Linked DNA regions of Capra hircus: region 1 is linked to region 2. The links are chromatin contacts, called in public Hi-C maps. All regions are on one chromosome and are shown on one strand. The core of a region is the stretch at or near the end of the contact, and the rest is flanking DNA. Distances in the headings are between cores, read along the strand shown. Region 1 overlaps LOC102182441 (a long non-coding RNA gene). Region 2 has its middle 25 kb from the start of SEPT9.

Region 1 (7,269 bases), core at 4,479-6,978, 110 kb after region 2:
ACGTGTTCCGTGGTGTCAGAGTTGCTGTGCTCGCTCGCTCCCACCCGCTGGCCGAACCCCAAACCCGCAGAATGACGCTGATCCGCGGCGCCAGTTCCCGCCCTGGGGCGCTGACGAAGCTGCCGGCAACCGGACTTCAGGAATCATTCCCAGCATAGAAATTGGGTGTTGGACGGAAGAGGCCAAACTCAGGCACCAGGGTCGGGGTGAGGGGCTACAGTAGGAGGCGCTGCACCCCTTAGAAAAGTCTTGGATCCCAGGCTGGAAGGGCAGCATGAGGTTTAGGGGGTGTGTAAACATCCATGAAACTTATTCTGGCCGCCGCCCCTGACCTCAGACGTGGGGTTTATTCTCCTAGAGCACGTGGATCTCTTTCCCCAGGGTTTTATGAGAAGATGAGAGCTCTCTGGCCCCCGGCGGTTGGGTGAAGGCATTGCAATCTTTGCTACTCCTCTGCGGCGAGCCTAGAGCATATTCGGAGTGACGTCAGTTTCGGGGATCCAGGTAGGTCAAGGGTGGAGACGCAGGGTCCTGAGGCCAATGGTCTGGGGAAAGGCTCCTGTGTTGTTGAACCTGCCCAGTTGTGGGTGCAACCTTGTACCAGGCAGCCCGACCCTGACCTAAAGTAAATTCCTAGGAGAACTTTTTCCTGGGTTTTGAATTTGCAGTAACAGGTGTGAACATTCTAGCAGCAGTTTGATGATCATGTATGATACTGCAAACAGAACGTTCATTGAAAGAAAAATACCTATGAACAGTGTTCATGTATGTTTGTTTTATTCAATACTTTATGATACTTTGGCCAGGCACCGAGCTAAGTGTTAGGGACACAGAGATGTTACAGATCTTTTTCTCAGGAAACTACAGCCTAGTTGGGGAAATAACCCTAAAGAGAGTATAATTCAAGCTGATATTAATGCTCTGAAGGAAAGCACAGTCTTACAAGAATGTGTGTCTCAAAGAACTTGATGGAGACTGGAAGGTTTTCCTGGGGATGAGACCCTGAGTGGGCTCTGAAGGATGTGTAGGAGTTTGGTGGGAAGGCCAGGGGGCAGCATGTGCAAAGGGCCAGTGGCCTAGCTAGTATTGGCTAGTGGTGGAACTGAAAAAAGGCCACTGTAGCCCAGAACATAAAGTGGAAAATGATGTGAAAAGAAGCTGAAAAGGTGGGGAAGGGACAGGCCACACAGGGCCTGCGGCTCATTTGAGGATTTGGAGCCTTGTCCTGAGGATTATAGGAGGTCAGTGTGGGTTTTAAACAAGATGATGTGCCAAAAACTATTATTTCAAAAGATCCCTGTGTACAGAGCAGCAGTCAAGCAGAACTCTCTGTGATGCTGGAAATGGCCTATATCTGTGCTGTCAGGTGGCCACAATCCTGGAGTGAAATTTTGTTTTATTTATTTATTTTTATGGCTGCATGGGGTCTTTGTTGTGGCGCCTGGGCTTAGTTGGTCCGTGGCACGTGGGACTCTTCCTGGACCAAGGATCGAGGCCGTGTCCCCTGCACTGGCAGATGGATTCTTAACCACTGGAGCACCAGGGAAGTCCCTGAAATGTTCATTCAAATGTAAATGGCCGTGTGTGCCTGGCAGCTGCTGCGTGGAACAGTGCAGGTCTGGAAGTTACTGGAAGAGCAGTGCCACCCTTACTGGAATTGTGACACCTGAGCCCTTTCACTTCCTGGACAGAGGCCGAGACGAGTTCCACTTGGAGAGAACCCTCCTGTTGGTCTTTGCTGGGGATCTCACTCAGTAACTACTAGTGGAACTGCTTTGCACTTTTATTTCCTTGGTGTGGTTCAGCCTACTCCGTGAAGCATCGTTCCTCCTTCTGTCTTTGCCTGTTTCATTGTCAGCACACTGATGGAGAAGCGATCCTTCATCACGTTGAAGTACCTACAGCAGTCAAAGTGTTACGTCTCTGCTTTGGAGGGAACGTCAAGAAAAGCGTGGTCCCTGGCCATCCGGGGTTTGGGGTGCAGAGAGGCAGACAGCAGGAAGTGCCGGACCCCAGCAAGACGAGTTTCCAGTGGGACCCGGCAGGATGTAACCCTGTGAGGAAGTGAAGGTCATTTCCAGCTGATGAAACATGACAGAAGGCGGGAAGCATGAAAGTGAGAGGACCGGGGAGCTGAAGAGTTGGGGCCAAACTGGGGGGCTGCCCAGTGAGGAGAATGAAGGGATAGGCAGGCTGGTATTGAGTTATGGGGGTTGTCAGAGGGCAGTTTACTGTGCCTGTTGTGGGCAGGTTTCTGAGGGCCCCACGTGGTGGTGGGTGGATGCCCTGGTGTGCTTGGGGTGGTGGTGGGGGTTGTTGGGAAGTCACTGGGATGGAGCCCGTAGACTTGGAAGGAGAGGGGCGGCTGGGTCGCTGCAGGGTGGGCACCAGCCACATCATGTTCTGGGTAGAAGGTAGATTTTAGGTTTTGAAGGGTATTTTATTGTATTAAGACAGTTTTAAATTCTCTGAATGTTCAGACTTGCTGAAGTTGAACGAAGAACTGACGTACTGTACTTTCTTTGCAGGTGAGTTCACTGGAGGAGGTGTGTGCTTGCCGAGTGAACACCTGCTGAGTTTGTTTCTGCCTGGTTCTCTGTGCCTGAAATATAGTGGTTGTGTTTTAGCATTTTCTGAGTTTGTCTGATTTCATTCTTATCTACATAATTTTTGAATGCTGACCTGCTTAAGATCCTGTTTTGTTTGAATATAAATGAAAGGAGTCGGACCCCAAGGAGACTTTTCATACACCTCATGGCTTCTGCGCTCATTGACCACCCGCTGAGTGTGTCCCCTTGGCCTCCAGGGGGCGCAGTGAGCAGCTCAGTTTCCGACGGAAGAGTAGCTCAAGGTCACACACCCTCCGGGCTGCTAGTGCCCTGGACCTGTGACTTAGTCCCTGAGCACCCCACTCTCACCCAGGCTTCTCAGTGAGTGAGGAACCCCCACTCTCAGCACACACCCAGGACGCATACACATTGCAGGACCTGGGGGCTTTGTGTTAACAGAGGTTGGGGGCTTTGCTGGCACTGGGTGGGGCCATACTTCCCAGCAGAGATTCTCCCAAGTCCCAGTGTCTTCGAATATTTCTCCCTCTGTTGATGTGGAGAAGGAACACCAGCCGGTGTTTTGAGCTGTTATGGTGGTAGTGCCATCATCAGACGGTCGGGCCATCTTTCTGTTGTGCTCATAAGTTTTTTTGCGGCACAGAAAGGTCCCCAGTCCGGGCCAAGCTATAATCCGGGGCTTGCTGTCAGTGGTTGTGCACCTGACTCCAGGCTCAGGCAAATGCTCGCGATACACACGTTGTCACGTGAGTTTTATAGAGTTAACCTCGCATTCAAGGCCCTCCAGAGCCTCCTCCACCAGCCTTGTCAAGCTTACCCCGTGTCACCACCTCTGTTCCCACACGGCTTACAGAAGTCACGATCCACAGGAGGAGACAAGCCCGGGAGTGCTTGGCGGGCTGCCTGATGCTTAGCTGGGTGATTTCCGCTCATCTCTTCCAGTGTAGTGGTTCAGAGAGGCCCAGGAGAACCTGCCAAAGCCCTGTCACCTCTCTGAGTGGCCCTGTCTGTCCTCACTCCAAGGTCAGAGGGCTCGAGCAGTCCCAGGGTTCAGCAGACAGAGGCTGCCTTCCAAACCCCCCCAGCAGGACCCTTCCTTTGGGGCCCCAGAGTTTGAACACTGCAGCGCCATGGGTAGTGTGCCCCTTTGTACCTGACACCCCCAGCACACCGCCTTTGCGGGGAGGAGAGCATCCTGCCCTGGCTTTGATGGCTGTACCTTGGCCCGCTGCCGTGTCCCCACTGCCTCACAGCAGGGGAGTACTTTGGACAGGCCAGGTTTCTTGTGGCTGATCTCATCTCACCCCACAGCAGTCATGTGAAGCAGGGACCCTGATAGTCATCTCCACTGTGCAGATGAAAGAACTGAGGCCTTGAGGTTAGGGAGATAGAACTGGCAGAGGCAGACCCTGAACCCAGAGTGGATGCTCTTAACGCCACACACCCAAACCCCACTCCAGAGACGTAGTCCAGGCAGGGCTGCCGAGTTTAGCAAATCACAACAGGCTGCCCAAGTTAAGTTTGAATTTCAGATAAACGAAAGATAATTTTTGTAGCATATCCTAAATATTGCATGGGATAGAGTTTCCCTGGTGGCTCAGATGGTAACATGTCTGCCTATACTGTGGGAGACCCTGGTTCGATCCCTGGGTGGGGAAGATCCTCTGGAGAAGGAAATGGCAACCCACTCCAGTACTCTTGCTTGGAAAATCCCATGGACAGAGGAGCCTGGTAGGCTACAGTCCATGGGGTCGCAAAGAGTCGGACATGACTGAGCAACTTCACCTCACCTCATACTAAGACTAAAAAATTCTGTTGTTGGTTTGGAATTCAGATCTCACCAGGCGTTCTGTGTTTTATCTAGCAACTCTACCCAAGGCAAAAGCCTCTGCACAGCCCTGTGAGAGGAAGTGGGCATGGGGCTGGGATGGTACCACCAGCGAAACAGGATGTACAGAGCAACGGCTGGGAAGTTTGAGTCCTCAGGAGTGGAAACCTCTTGGAAAACAGGCCTTTCAGTCCCCAGGGCCGTTCACAAAGTCTCCCCAAGCAAAGATGGGGCAGGGTGTGGCCTGCAGTTCTGAAGAATTGCTCACACGTGCAGAGAAGGTGGCCTCGGGGATGATGGGGGCCGAGGTGGGGCAGAGGCGCCCAGGTGTGCTGCGTTACAGGTGCCTTGTGGTCCACTGTGTAGTATGGGCTTCAAGGAGTCAGCCTGGGGCTCTGCAGCCGTGGCAGCTGGCACACTGAGGAGCTGGGGCCGGAACAGAGTCCCGTGGTGGCCCTGAGGACTCTTGGCAGTATTGGAGGTAACGCAAGCCACACAAAACATTTTAGACTGGTGATAGCCATGTTGAAAAAGTGAAACGTGAAATTACTTGTAATAATTTATTTAACTCAGTATGCCAACAATGGCTTCCCAGTTGGCGCTAGTGGTAAAGAACCCGCCTGCCAATACAGGAGACATAGGAGGCTTGGGTTCAATCCCTGTGTCAGAAAGATCCCCTGGAGGAGGGCAAGGCACCCCACGCCGGTGTTGCCTGGGAAGTGCTGTGGACAGAGGAATCTGGTGTCTCCTTTGTCCATGGGGTTGCAAAGAGTTGGACACAACTTAAGCTACTTAGCACACACGCACACGCACGCGCCACAAATAGTTTCAACGTGCAGTCGTACAAAAATTATTAGTGAGACATTTTACTTTTATAAAAAACTGGATCTTCAGAACCCAGTGTGTATTTTACACTCGTGGCTCCTCTGGGTTTGCCCCAGCCCCACCCTGAGTCCCAGTGGTCACGTGTGGCTGCCACCACGGAAGGGGCACGTCTGAGACCCGCAGGCGAGTCAAGCCTTTGCCCTGATTCTCAGGTGTCCAGGGAGGGAAGGAGGGAGTGAGCTCACACTGTGGAGGCTGGCTTTCCTGTCTTTGGGGCCATCTGATCTTCAGTGGCCCCTCAGGGTATTACTGTGCTGCTCTTTTGCCCGAGGTCACCGAACAAATGCTAGTGGGTGTCCTCAACTGCCTGACTGCCATCACGGTCTGCAGGGATCTGGGATGTCTTCAGGGTCATTCCAGGGGCAGGACTCCCAACCAGCCATTGCTCCCGCCTTCCACCCTCTGTCTGGTCAGCTTGCTCAGGGTTCTGGCTGCCAGGAAAGCTGGCCAGTTCCAGTCAAGGCCAGCCCTGCCCTCCCAGTCAGCCTCTCCAGTTTGCTTCCAGGACGGGGCGTGAGCCTGGCTGAAAATATATCTGGAGTCTGAAAGGAGATCAGCTCCATCCTGGTTTTTGTGAAAGGAGCCACTGGGGACCGAGGCCCCCAAGTGCCCGATCTAAGCCCTTGCCAGAGAGGCAGGGGCAGCCCCACAGCCCAGGTGCTTACAAGTGTCCCGGGGACAGTTGGTGCATCACTATTAAACCTATTCATTTCGCCGGGCGCTTGAAGGGCCCCTCTGATTGCTGTGACTCTGCAGGGTGGCCGGAACCAATTTCCTAAGGATGATAGATTTCTGCTCATTTGCTGCTCTCAAGCTGTGGTTGCTTCTGTGTACAGGAGCAAAACGCTTTCAAGAGGACTTCTCCTGGGACTAACCTCTGGGGGAGGGGGCTTTGGAAGGGGAGGTGTCCTCGGCACCCTCTGCGTGGCGATAGGGGTGACTGGCCCCCGAGGAACAAGGGATGCCAGGCCTGGGGAGAGGAGCGGAGGGATGGGCAGGCTAGGGCAGAGGATGAGGCTGGGAGGGGGTGAGGAGGGGGTGGGAGTGGAGGGTGGGCTGCTAGCCTGTAGCTCCTGCTTGGATGTCCTCTGAACGGTCTGAATCACCTGGAGATTTAAACATCCCGATGCAGACTTCCCTGGTGGTCCAGTGGTTAAGACTCCAGGGGAGGGGACCCAGGTTTGATCCCTGGCCAGGGAACTAAGATTCCCGTGTGCCACACAAGGGGCCTGATGTAAATAAATAAAATATTTTAAAAAATAAGAGACTTCTCTGGACTTCCCTGGTGGTCCAGTGGTTAAGACTCCATGCTCCCAAAGCCGGGGCCCTGGTTTCTACCCCTGGTTAAGGAATTAGATTCTGCATGCTGCAACCAAGACCTGGTGCAGTCCAATAAGTAAACAATAAAAAAAATAAATATTCTGCCAGCAGGCACCACCAACAAGAGAGACAGATTTTTGAAGGGTCCGGGGTGTGGCCTGGGATCCGGCTCTTTCAACATTGCACAGGTCATTCTAACACCCTGGATCGAGGCGCTCTGTGCCCTGCAGGTTTGAACAGACCAAGACAATCCTCTGTCTAGAGAAACTGCCCAAGACTCGCAAATGGGCCAGGAGACACTGGGCGGGCCAGGTGCGGCCCATCCCCAGGGGTTGCCCGGACTTTTGTCTTTCTTTTGAAGAGGCTGTTCTGCAGCTCAGATGGGGGAGAAATTGGGCTGTAGAATATGGAAACAGTTCCTGTCCACAACGATGCAAATGGATCTCGTCCCACACAGATAGAATTGGCTTCTGTCATCTGGAAGAGACGATCTCAAACATTACCTTTTATTGCCCCATCGACCAGTTCTGCATCTGTTAGCAAGTTTGGTCTAGCGTTCCAGATTGCCTGTCTACATGGCTGATTTTCAGATTTTCCTTTCAGCTGGTCTTAACATCTTATCAGCTCCCTCATTAATTAATGAGCTGGAAACATGACTTACATATGTCC
Region 2 (7,134 bases), core at 2,375-4,874:
GCCGGGAGCCAGTGTGAGGAATCCCACCCGTGACAAGGTCATGAGGAAGGAAGCTGACATACGCAAGGCGTGCTCAGACTTCAGGGACCCCTCTGGAAATTCCTAAGCATGTACCCCAACAAAAATCTGCTGGCTTTTGTGCTCTGCTTTTCCACTCTTCTGACATTTTCTGGAAAAAGTCAATTCAGGGCTTTAGTCTTCTGCATTTGAAAGAGTGTTTCAATCCAAAAACCCCTCTGATGGCTTTCTAGCCTGCCTGCAGGACTCGTATGGCTGCGCATGTGATTGTTTGAGGCCTCCTGACCAGGAGGCACAGGAAGCTTAAAACATCCTAGGAATGTAGGAGCTTCCTAGGAGTCAAAATCTTTAGAATAGGACTGATTAAAAGTTTCATTTGTTGAGTCAATGCTTGCTGCTGAATTTTCATATCCTTTATTTTTAGACATAGTTGGTATATAGGAAAACAAGCAGTAGACCTGGTATTAGCAACATTAGATCTTTGAGTTAAGTACCTTCTTTGTTATAACCCACTGCACCTTTGTTCTATAGAGATGTAACTTTAGCGCTTTAAGGAGATGTAGATTAAAGAAAAACACTTCAGGGGAAACAAAATTAACATTCATTAAGGAAGAGCCAAAAAGTGTTAACAAGCCTCTTGGCCAGAAGATAATGTAAATCACCTGAGACCTTTTGTATACAAAATGATGTATAGAAAGAGTCTGGGCTGCGAACGCTACATAATTTTGTGTTACCCATTGATCTCCATATTTTATCAAAAGTATAAAAGGCCTTCTGAACAATAAAGGATGGGACCAGCTTCTCGGACCAGTTTCTCGAACTAGTCTCTCGGCCTGGTTTCTTGGGAATCTGGCTCCCCCCGTGTCTTTCTCTCTCTTTCTTCTTCTCTCCCTTTCCCTCTCTCTGCTCTTTACTTTAACTTCAGGCTGACTCTCCACCTGGGGCGCGGAGGCTCGCCAGGTCTACTTACTTGCCCTGGCTGTTAAGACCCGCGCGAAAGGGAGCTTAAGGCGAGGCACCCTTAGATATTCAAGCGGGCGCCGGTGGCCCAACGTAGATGGTGCAAATTCCTTGTCTGGAATTTTATTGGTCTCCGCGTAAACCAAGCTAGTCAGCCCTCTTCCTCCACTTAATCTTCCTACTACACTATAGTTTCTTAGTCTAATCTTACATTAATAGATAAACAAGTCTTTCCACGCCAACGCTGTCCACCCTTCGAATTCCCTGGATCCACCGGGGCTGGACCCCGGCAAAACAGCTTCCTAGGACGCACACTGAAGTGTTTTAAAATGAGGCAATGAAAGAAATCACTTGTTCTCTGACCACAGCTGGTTGGTTATTTTAACGCGGGTTAAAGTCCCGCGTTTTTTGGACTCAGCGCTGACTTGGGAATGCTGCCTGCTTTGTGTCCACACGAGGGCGCTCTTGACCGTGTCTGCTGGGTATGGATCGTGTCCAGGGTCAACACTGGAGCCCCTGGAATCAGGGCATCCATTTTCCCTTTTTTTCTTTCTTTGTAAACTATTTATTTATTTATTTGGCTGCACCAGGTCTTGGTCGCAGCAAGTGGGCACCTTGATCTTCACTGTGGCATGCCAGATCTTCAGTTGCGGCATGCAGGACCTAGTTCCCCGACCAGGGATCAATCCCTGGACGCCCTGCCTTAGGGACATAGTTTTAGCCCCTGGACCACCAGCAAAGTCCCAGAGCTGTGATTTTTCAACCCTGGCTGTTGTCTGATTGTCTATCAGCGGCTGCTCAGCTGACCCTGGCCCTCTGTGAAGACCTGCTACTGTCCACCTCTCTCTCCACATCCTTCCCACCCATCACTCGGCACCAGTCCCTAAAGGATTTCTCATAAGGGTTCCAAAAAGCTGGAAGTGAGCTTGGTTCTGCAGCTGCTAAATCTAGAGAGAGAAGATGAATCAAAAGTCACTACACAAAAACCAACATCGGGACTTTCCTGGTGGCTCGGTGGATAAGAATCCCCATGCCAAAGCAGCGGACATGGGTTCGATCCCTGGTCGGGGAAGATTGGACAGGCCGCAGAGCAACTGAGCCCATGCACCACACTGCTGAGCCTGAGCTCCAGAGCCCTCGAGCCACAGCTACTGAATCCACATGCCCTAGGGCCAGCAGCTCTCAGCTACTGAGCTGGCACGCTCCTGAGCCCGTGAGCCTACAGCCTGCACTCTGCAACAAGAAGCCACCACAGTGAGAAGCCTGTTCACTGCAGCTTGAGAGTAGGCCCCGCTCTCTGCAGCCTGGTTGCAGCAATGAAGACCCAGCGCAAACAAAAATTGCTGTTCAGTCGCTCAGTTGTGTCCAGCTGTTTGCGACTCCACGGACTGACTGCAGCACGCCAGGCTTCCCAGTCCCTCACTGTCTCCCGGAGCTTGCTTAGGCTCATGTCCATCGAGTCAGTGATGCCATCCAACCATCTCATCCTCCGTCGCACCCCTTCTCCTGCCCTCAACCTTTCCCAGCATCAGGGTCTTTTCCGGTGAGTTGGCTCTTCGTGTCAAGTGGCCAGTTTATTGGAGCTTCAGCTTCAGCATCAAGATAAACAAAAATAATTTAATTTAAAAAAACCAACATCTGATGCATCAGAGATTAAAGTATTAAAAAAAAAAGTAAAGCCATGAAAGCAACTTAAGAATGCAGCGAAATTTTTGTTGTTTTTGTCGTGTTGTGTGTGGCTTGCAGGATCTCAGTTCCCCAACCAGGGAGTGAACTCGGGCAACTCCAGTGAAAACTTGAAATCCTAATCACTAGGCCACCAGGGAATGCCCCCAAAATATAGGAAAACTTAGCATGGGGAAATCCTTTCTAAGCAAAATGTAAAACCCAGAAACTGTTAAGGAAAAGAAAATAGAGTTGACCTCATAAAGACTAACAGTTGCCCCATCTCATTCAGAGCTTAAACCAAAAAGCTGGTGGCCTCGCAGGACCCATAAGGCCTTTGGGGACCTAGCTGATCCCCCCGCCCCCGCCTCTGACCTCCTCCCTGTATCTGTCAGGACAAGCCCCTTTCTGCAGTAGTGACGGATAAACCCTGACGTCACGTTCAGTGGGGACTTACTCTCACTGTAGTCCAGTGAGAGGCAGGCAGAGGCCACTTCCCATGGTGACTCAGGGATGCAGTCCATCCTGGACATGGGCCATCACCCTTTGAGTTTGTCCAGGGGCAGCTCGTCTCCTCGGTACCAGGTCCCTGTCCCCAGCAGCCAAGTCCTGCGGCGGCAGAATCCAGGCACAGGTGAGGGAGGTGCCCGGCCACACCTGATGCCCGTCCTCATTCGGTTTGCTGAGCAGAACTCAGACTTTCTCTATTTCGCTTCTGAACACAAAGGATCTCCCGCTTGCTCGTCTATCCGTGGGTCAGCAGAGAGCGGTTCTGAAACCAGGTGACCAGGTCCCAGAGAGCTAAGCATCACCCCTACCCCTGCCCACTGGCCACCAGGGACCCTGCCCCTCCTCCAGGCTTCTCCCACACTGTTTATACTGCATGGATCCCCCAGACACCTCCGCAGTGTCAACACAGACCCAGCACTCACACACATGCACACATTAGCATGCCTACACACGCCAGTGCCCGAGGGGGTGCAAGGGTGGTGACATCCTGTCCGAGAAGCGCTGGCAGGGACAGAGCTGCCGGGCAGGGCTCAAGGCATACCTGTCAGTGGGCGGCTCCCGACCCAGGATTTCAGGAAAGTGAGCAGGTGCCTCACCTTGCCCTCGGGGCCACCCCACAGCTGGGCCAGGGCCACCTTCCCCACCAGGCCCTGAAGGCCGGCTCAGGATTCTTCTGGGGGCCAAGAACATATTTTAATTTCTCCTAAACTCAGAAGGAAACATGAGCAGTGTCCCTCGATTTCCGGGGTGGGGTAGCGGGTCCAGGCGCCCCTGTGGAGCCCTGATCCAGGGCATCCAGGGGACACCTGGGCTCCACAGCCACGGGTTTCAAGTCCTCAGATTCGCCCACCTGCGGCTCGAACCAGCCACGGTCAGTTGAATCTGTGGACGTGAAACCTGTGCCTACGGGGGGCTGACTGTCTCAGTGCTGAGTGTATAGTGAGTCCAGACTGCCTCTCATGCACTTTTATGCCTCCAGCCATGAAACATCCTCGCTCACGTTGTCTGATGGAGAAAGACAGCCTCCACCTGGAGCTTCCCCGGTGGCACTGGTGGTAAAGAACCCGCCCGGCAATGCAGAAAACGTAAGAGATGCAGGTTCAGTCCCTGAGTGGGGGAGATCCCCTGGAGGAGGGCATGGGCACCCACTCCAGCAATTCTTGCCTGGAGAATCCCCGTGGACTGAGGAGCCTGCCAGGCCTCCATGGGGTCTCAGGATCGGACACGACTGTGATGGCTTAGCACACACGTGAGGCCAGAAGTGAGGAGAACTCCATTTCACTCCATAGATATTTTGGGGTGTCTGCCCTGAGGCAGGTGCTGTCCTTGGCCCCGGCGGGGACAGAGCCGTGGGCCAAGCACACACACACCCACTGTGAGTGCGGGAGCTGTGCCCCCACCCCGGGCCTTGTGCTCAGCCCTGCACAGCGGGTGATGGGTGAGGGGTGGACAGAGAGAAGGTGCTGGAAGGCCCTGAAGCAGCTGTCCCCAGCAGCCACCTCCCTCCACAGCAGGCTGTCTGTCCTCCATTTCCATGGTCGGCCGAGCAGGGGGATAGTCAGCGACATCTAACCACCCCCGTGGCTCTCATTTCCTCCTTGAAATGGGAGGAGACGGTGATGCAAAGCTTTCTTGTTTTGTGTGCCCTGCCTTCTGATCTCGCCTTTGGCAGCTTGTCCTCATCCCAGAGGACCCTCCCCGGCAGGTACTGGTGTCTCCTCAGACCTGGGCCCCGGCTGGGTCCCCAAGTCCTTGGAGCGTCCCAGCTGTCCTGCACCCCTACATTAGCAGACCGGCTCTGATAACCACTTACTGGCTGTATCTTGACAGCAACCTGAGGAGATAACCTGCTTCCTCCCATTTTATCATCAGCAACAGCATTTTATCATCAGTGACAGCAAGCAGGTGAGAACCGGGGCTGTGGGAGCTCCTGGCTGGACTCAGGGCCGCTGTTCAGGGAGCACCCCTTCCCTTCTCTGAGCTGCACCTTCTTAAGCTGTAAGAGCTTGTGGCTCAGCCGGTAAAGAATCCGCCTGCAATGTGGGAGACCTGGGTTCGATCCCTGGGTTGGGAAGATCCCCTGGAGAAGGGAATGGCTACCCACTGCAGTATTCTGGCCTGGAGAACTCCATGGACTGTATAGGCCATGGGGTCGCAAAGAGTTGGACATGACTGAGCAGCTTTCACTTTCAGATCAGTCTAAGCTCTTTGCCCAGCTCTGACAGCCTGGAATTTCATTCTACGTAAAATAAAGAAGGATAAACCTATAGAGGGGAAAACCCAAATCAAAACACACACACACCCCAAGGAGAGATGATTCCAGATAAATCAGGCTTTTTGTTGTTGTAAGTGGTAAATGTCAAAGGCTTTGCAATGCCAGGACTGGAGCAAACTTTCTGCAATCTATCAAGTTTCCACAGGATGTATATACATAATAGGATGTATTTGTACAGAAAGAGGCTTGGCGTTAGGAACTGGCTCATGTGATAATGGAGGCTGACGAGTCCTGGGACCTGCAGTGGGCGAGCTGGAGACCCAGGCGAGCTGACGGCCTGACTCCTATCTGAAGGCAGGCAGATGGCAGACTCAGGAAGAGCTGGTGCCCACTCCAAAAGAGAAATAGCCAGTGTCTCAGATCAAGGCCACTGGGGAGGAGGAATCCTCTCTAACTTATGGGAGGGTCAACCTTTTCGTTCTATTCAGGCCTTGAGCTGATTGGATGGGGCCCATCTGCTTTCCTCAGTCTACCCAGTAAATGTTAATTTCATCTAAAAAAAAAAAACAAAAACACCCTCACAGACACACTCAGAACTGTATGGTGACCAAATAGCTGGGCCCCACGGCTCAGCCAAACCACCCACAGAATTAACCATCACACCTCTTCCAGGCAAGATTTTAGCAGACGTGGGAGTTTTCTCCCATAGCTGGGACTCCAGGGGCAGAGATGAAAGCAGAGACGCTCGCTGCCACCTCGATGACGGGCATGCACATCTTCCTCATGGCCACAAGGTGGCGCCCACGGACGCAATTCCCTGGATGGAGCTGTGACTAACCTTCATCGGCCGGAAGGGGGCTCCAGCTGGGGGCTGAGGATGGGTTTTGCTCTCTGACTGTAACGCAGGGACTCTGAGCAGGGATGCAGACCAGCCTGGCAAAACGGAAGGAGCAGGACTCGGCAGCCCGACAATTCCATGGGAATCTGGATGCTTCTACAGGAGCAGCTGGGAGGGTCCTACTTTCTGGAGCTAGGCACTCGCCTCTCTTAGGTTCCCAGAAAGAGCCCAGAGACTCCCCTGCCCTTGTGTCTCACTTTGACAAAGGGCGTTTGGGGCTGGTGCACAGAGGCTCAGTAATTTGGATACCCCAGGGCTCATAACTGGCTCTCTGTCGCTGTCAAAACAGGTCCCGGTGACCGACCGCACTCTTAAACCCAAAGGCAAGGTCAGAGTGGGAAAGTCTGGTTGCTTCTATTTGAAGGAAGAGAAAGGGCAGGTCATAGGCAGCACTCAGCAAGGGGTAGAATTTTACAGGGACCAGCCTCCGATTTTCTCCTGGAAGACCCCAGGGGCCCGGCTGTCACTTGCTGCCAGCTGGCTGGCACTGCTTTGCTGTCCTGGGCACAGACACCACAAATGCAGGGTACGTCCCCGGGCTCGAAACTTGGGCCGTGGGTGCCAGCAGCCCCCACCTTGTGATCTGGGTAAAAGGAAAGCAGAAGTGTTAAGTTGCTCGGCTGTGGCCAACTCTGCAGCCCCATGGACTGCAGCCCACTAGGCTCCTTTGTCCATGGGATTTCCCAGGCAAGAATGCTGGAGTAGGTTGCCATTTCCTTCTCCAGTGGAACTTCCCAATCCAGGCACCCAACCGGGGTCTCCTGCATTACAAGCAGATACTTTACTGAGCCACCAGGGAAGTCCAGGTAAAAGGAGGAGATTCCCAATGAAAGAACCAGCATTACTTTCCTTGTGGTGAAAACAACCC

The links. A called contact is a pair of places that touch in the nucleus more often than the background predicts.
Region 1: a Hi-C map of blood shows a contact between it and region 2, with 2.2 times the contacts expected there. The contact joins two enhancer-like sites. A contact is called at or near these places in 2 of 5 Hi-C or Micro-C datasets (both in blood).

What each region holds. Positions count from the first base shown.
Region 1 is chr19:54,011,328-54,018,596 of ARS1.2, forward strand. LOC102182441 (a long non-coding RNA gene) reads left to right here. Exons shown (of 3, transcript XR_310822.3): 1 at 1-504; 2 at 1,859-2,116; 3 at 2,529-2,690. Among named protein-coding and RNA genes, the nearest start is that of SEC14L1, 48 kb to the left of the region's middle. Within about 2 kb of position 5,729, at least 2 of the 5 cell types and tissues checked have an H3K27ac peak or open chromatin away from gene starts, as enhancers often do.
Region 2 is chr19:53,907,412-53,914,545 of ARS1.2, forward strand. No RefSeq gene overlaps it. Among named protein-coding and RNA genes, the nearest start is that of SEPT9, 25 kb to the left of the region's middle. Within about 2 kb of position 3,625, at least 2 of the 5 cell types and tissues checked have an H3K27ac peak or open chromatin away from gene starts, as enhancers often do.